Regions from separate parts of the Sus scrofa genome. Here region 1 is linked to region 2. The links are chromatin contacts, called in public Hi-C maps. All regions are on one chromosome and are shown on one strand. Each heading gives the region's core, a stretch centred on a gene start, on an enhancer-like site or on the middle of the called end of the contact. The rest is flanking DNA. Distances are from core to core; before and after follow the strand shown. Region 1 overlaps TMEM135 (transmembrane protein 135). Region 2 has its middle 14 kb from the start of FZD4.

Region 1 (2,802 bases), core at 244-2,743, 210 kb after region 2:
CACATCCTCATGGATACTAGTCAGATTCATTACGATTGAGTCACAAAAGGAACTCCAGCTCAAATGTATTTTAGTTTGGAGCCCTGTGCTGTTTACTTTGGGTCACTGGGCTCTTTGGATGGACTCTGGAAGTGGCACCCAGGGGAAAGCTAGGGTTGATGAAATTAATAATTCTGCTTTGTATTGTCCTTGGAAGTTCTATTGTGATCTTCATACCTCATGCTCTTGTTCTCTGATTTTCTGTGATTTTTGCTGTAACCTGAAATAGTTTTAGTGGACTTTTCAGGTGTCCTTTAGATCTGTCTTTGGGATTCAGGGACCACATGTTTCTGGCTTAATGGTTTATCATCATAACATTGTGTACTTAAGTGAGAGCATAAATTTTCCAAGCTATGTGGTAGCAACAACCACCATCATTTTATTGTACCTCATCATTGTGCCAAGTAATGTGCCTAAATGCTTTACATACATTTATTGTATCATTAAGTCCTCAAAACAGTGCTAAAGATATGCATTCTTAGCCCCATTTTATAAATATAAAGTTGAGGCTCAGAGAAAGTATCTCATTTCTTCTCAATTAGTACTTTCCAGAGGGAAATGCTGCCTCTCGGAACATGAAATTTTTAATGAAATTGGATTTTGGTGTTTCATGTAAACATATTGTTTATTACCGTCAAGTAACTGTATATGCCTAGTTTATTGACTGTTTTAAGGGCAGAGCTGTTATTGCTGTTGCTAAGTTCTGTGTCTTTTATCTCATATTCCTAGGCATCCTTTTGTCATGGACTTAGTGAGATCTGGAATGAAAAGTATAGTGAGAAGAACTAGGGAAAGAACGTAGAAAGTAAGGAGATTTTGTAGTATTGAAGAGGCTGTGGGAAGCATTATAACGTTTGGTACCTCTGACCCATTCACTCTCTTGCCTTCCCTTTGTCTATTCCTTTTGAAGATCAGTTAGAAGATTGGGAGGTGGAGGTTGGAAAGTGAGGGAACACTTAAAGAGATCTATTTTTTTAGCAACTCTTGTTTGTTTTTTTAGCAAGCCCCTTGTTTGTAAAGATCGCCAGACATAAAGCATTGAAATTCTCTTGAGATAGTACAGCAGGATAATCAGTTGGTAAAGAAAGGGCTCTTTGACTTCATAGCTGTGAGATCTGGGGCATGTTTATCAATATGAATTGGGCATAGTAATAATCTACTCATAATTATTAAGAGGATGAAATCAGATATTCTACCTCTCTCTCCACGTGTAGGCTTGGTAGTGAATATTAACAGATAGCACAGTTTGTCTGCATAAAAGCCATTGGTTTTTGGATAAAATTTGTAGACCTTTTTCAGGTTTGAACTGTTTAAAGATAAACTGGGGCACATTACATTTTATAAGAACTTATCTGAGCAAACAGATTCTAATTGGGCAACTCCAAACTGAAGGTGGTTAGGAGTGCTCTGTGGAAAGAAGCCAGGGGAAAGGTTTTTACAGAGCAGACATGAAGCAGTGCAAAGAAATGATTTGATTGGCTGTAGGTTAAGCCATTGCCTTATTTGGAAAAACCTAGGTGGTTGGTTGTTATGACTGGTTGTTCTTAGGTTTCGATTTTTTTTTTTTTTTTTAACCTTGAGACATTTATAGGAATTTTATCCTGGCTTAGGTTTTATTTGCTTATGTAGGCTACCAAGGCATTAGAGCCACCTCAGTCTAAAGGTTTCTGTTTTAAATTACTTTAACACTACCCAAATGAACTCTTCTGCATTTCTTTCTTGCCAGTAAATGATGGGAACTTTGAATACCTTTTGTCCCAATTGTGAGAGTCATAAAAGAAACTAAAGCAAAGATATGTAATCACTTTGAAGGATTTAGAAAGGTTCCTAGGTAAGAACCACATTTGACTGAAATATAATTGAGTATATCAGCAATTCCAAAGGAGAACTTTGTAAATTACAGAGGGTGCTGGTCATTCAAGAAAGGGAGAGCCAGGAGTGGTAGGTGAAAGGTTAGCAGGGCCAGGACAGCAGAGAGAATATACTATGGCCCAAGAATGTGTCTTGCCTCTGATAGGTGGCAAGACACTGATAGAAACAGAGTAGGAATAGTGGATCTTCTGGTTTTAGCTTAACACCTGTATGTATTCAACCTTAATTAATTTATCTTGCTTTGGTCCTGTGTTCATCAGTAAACCTTCTGATTATAACCTGCTTCTTACAGAGCTAATGTTCAGAGTTAGTATTCATTGATAAGGGCCTGGGAATGTACAGTCTTTGAGCAGTTAAGTTTTATAAACCACATTTTGGCTTGAGCTGTCTCTGATAGTTTCATTCATGTCAGTCAGTATTTGTGACATAGGTCTCTTTCCACGCAAAGAGGTCAGATGTCTTTGCCTGCTAGGAGCCAAACTGGTGCTTCTCTAATAGTCTCCCATAGGAGATGTGCTCCCAATTTTTAATAAATACAGGCTTTTTTTTTTTTAATGACAATTATACAGTTCTGTGATGGCAGCATATGGCAGAACATTGAGCTGCATGAATCTTGCAAAGTGATGTAACCTGGGATACCTCTGAAGGTAATGAGAAGCCAGCAGCAGGGAAAGATTTCTGGGCCATTTGAGAACTTGTCCTTGAGAGTAAATGACTGTACACAGGCATATCTGGTTATGCTCAGGGACTACAAAAGAGCACATTTCAAGCTTCCACACTTGTAGGTACTGTGTCTGTTGTCCTGTCCTAGACCCCGGCATGGTAGTACAGTAAGTTTTTGTAGAAAGAGTGAGTAGAATGAATATTTAATCAGTCAATAGGTCTGTTGTG
Region 2 (2,700 bases), core at 70-2,569:
TTGATGTGTTTTTTTTGCAAAGTCTCACATTTTTCATTTATTCTCAAATTGAACCAGTTTAGTCTTAGGTGGTGGCTGGCTCTGAGGAAATATTAATCAAGGAGGAGAACATCTCCAGAAGTGCTTAAGGGTTGCCATTGCCACGTCACCTCTTCTCAGGATTCTAAGGCAATAAGGGCATTAAGAAGTGCTTGATGGAGCATGATAATGTGAGAAAAAGAATGTATATATGTTTGTGTAACCGGGTCACCATGCTCTACAGTAGAAAATTGAAAGAACACTGTAAACCAGCTATAATGGGAAAAAAAAGCATTATGTGTGTGTGTGTGTGTGTGTGTGTGTGTGTGTGTGTGTGTGTGCTTGGAATGGTGTGTTTTCTCCCAAGCAGATGCATAAACAAAAAATCCTGACCGTTGAGACTCTTCTAGGAAGTCATCTTCGACTCTGAAGGTGTCCTTCCCATATTCACCACTAGGTGTCATAAGAATCCCATTTTAAAGAAAACTTCAAACTTGCTGACCAAAGAAAACCATTTCCCCTAGCGTTTTTTTCAGTTAAAAAAAAATATTTTTTTAACAACAGCAAAAAATGCAAATGTTCAGGACTTATCTCTAGAGTAGATACATGATGATTTTAATTCCTCAGATTCCTGCAAATACGATGATCCCTACAGGATCACAACAAATAGATTTTTGTTGAAATAGCCACAGTAAACGTACATTGCACAGGAAATTCCATTGCATTTACACTATTTATTTAATAAAAATAATCTCTGCGATTATTTGCATTTATTTCTGAAGGAGGATGTTTTTCCTTCCTCAGAATAAGTTCAGGAAATGGGTGAAGTGTTCAGGAAGTTAGCTAAATGTTGATGTAAATCCAAAAGGAAGGTCTGTTGTTTCAAAAAAAAAAAAAAAGCTAGGAAGTGGTTCTCTCTCTTTCACTTATGGAAAATGTTATACAGAATCTCTGATTTAAAAGGAAGAGGACTAGGGAAAATGCGTGTGCTCACGATACCTTTTGCCAATGGATCTGGTTGGGCAGTCCAGACTTTGATAACAGTAGCCTGCAAAGAAAGCTGTGTAGAGAAGTAACATCTAGATGGGAGATGCGAACGGGATTAAGTTTGTAGGAAATGAAGCTCTTCCTATGGAACTAGCCCATAGGCTCTTCTGAGAAGTGTCTTGATAGGAAACCCTGAGCCCGAAAGACGTGGAGGGAGGGGCCCCTTAACACTCCATAAACAGCTAAACACTGGGCTCTCCTCCCAAGGCCCTCGTCCCTTCCAGCCACCAACCGCTGGTGTCAGGCCGGCCTGGGGGTGGGGGGAGGGGACAGTCTCACTGGGGAAACCCCAGCTCTCCCGGGTGCGATCTGCGGCAGCCCTGGAGTGACAGGGTCGTCATTTATCTAGAACTGGCAACCCAACCGGGGGAGTGGACTAGATCAGGTGTGCAGAGCAAACAGAAAGCTCCAGGGCTCTGAAAGGCAGGCGCTTTAGAAAGCACAGCTTCGGCTCACTGAACTGTGCGCAGAGGACGCCGTGTGTTGTGGTTTCTCTGAAAATCGCCCCCTCCTTTCCATCTCTCTGCTCCCCCCTTCGCCCAGGCCCTGGTGCTTTGTCGCCCACACCGGTCTGCCTGCCTCCTGCTCGCCTGTCTCCAGCCCACAGCCCCCGCAGCAGCCGGGGCCAGGTCTGCGAAACACCAGCGTGGACGTGCGCCTCCCTCGCCCTCACACTTGGGCCACCTCCCCTGCGCCTTTCGGAACTTGGCCTCAGCCCACCTTCCCTCCCACTGCGAGAGTCTCAGGCTCCAGTTACACGGGCCCGACTCGCCGCCCGCACCTCCCCACAGGCGTCTGGCGGCCAAGTTTATTCACACATGTCTGCCTCTCGCTCTGGGCGGGAGGGTGGGGTGTGCGCCTCACTTCCACGGAGCAGTCTCTTTGGGTTCATAGCATCACAGCACGAGGGACGCAAGAGAGCGGGTCCGGAGGACAGACGCACCTACGCACGCCACCTACGCGGGGCGAGGATCATAAATCAACACGTGCGCCCGAAAACACGTGCAGATGGAGGCGGCCCATCCTTTGACTACACGCCGCCGAGGGCACCTCGGAAATTTTGCTATTTTTGACATTCTGCACAGAGGATGGTGTTGGCGAGCAGACCAAGTTTGAGAAAAGGTCTGGTCCTTGGGAGGGACCTGCCCTTTCCTTTCTCTTCTTCCTCCCCACACGGTCACCTGTTGAGGCAGACGTGTCCTTTCGGGACCAAGTGGGATGACGCTGGTTTGGAAAGTGTTTTCTTTTTCCCACGGCACTCAGCGCTCAGAAGCTGTTCTACCCACACTAAACCAACAAGGCCCTAGGACTCAGATTACGAAGAAAGTACATAGCAAACATGATAGGAACCGTAGCGCTGATCCCTTCGCGGGTCCGAGTCCTTTAGCGGGTTTAGGGGCAGGTGCTTAGTTGCCATGAACTTCTGGAGCGAAAGGTTGTGCCTGAGGTATCTTGGGGAGACCCTCCCAGACTGGCACAGGGTGGACCCTCATTCAGCTCTTCCACAAATATTTACTAAGCAATAGAGGATTTGTTTTTCCAGGTTTGGAGTTTTAAGCTTGTTAATAACAGATGAATTCCTTCTCCGTTTCGTCATCTGCACTTTTGGACTCGAAGCTGGACCTTGTCTTTGCG

What was found. A called contact is a pair of places that touch in the nucleus more often than the background predicts.
Region 1: a contact with region 2 is called in a Hi-C map of liver, with 4 times the contacts expected there. The contact joins two enhancer-like sites. A contact is called at or near these places in 1 of 47 Hi-C or Micro-C datasets (liver) and 2 of 2 datasets of contacts at active chromatin or transcription factors (alveolar macrophages and skeletal muscle).

Annotation. Positions count from the first base shown.
Region 1 is chr9:20,920,893-20,923,694 of Sscrofa11.1, forward strand. The region is part of intron 7 of TMEM135 (transmembrane protein 135); the gene reads left to right. Among named protein-coding and RNA genes, the nearest start is that of TMEM135, 180 kb to the left of the region's middle. Within about 2 kb of position 1,494, at least 6 of the 83 cell types and tissues checked have an H3K27ac peak or open chromatin away from gene starts, as enhancers often do. A contact at or near this core is called in liver, where this site is marked.
Region 2 is chr9:20,706,387-20,709,086 of Sscrofa11.1, forward strand. No RefSeq gene overlaps it. Among named protein-coding and RNA genes, the nearest start is that of FZD4, 14 kb to the right of the region's middle. Within about 2 kb of position 1,320, at least 39 of the 83 cell types and tissues checked have an H3K27ac peak or open chromatin away from gene starts, as enhancers often do. A contact at or near this core is called in liver, where this site is marked.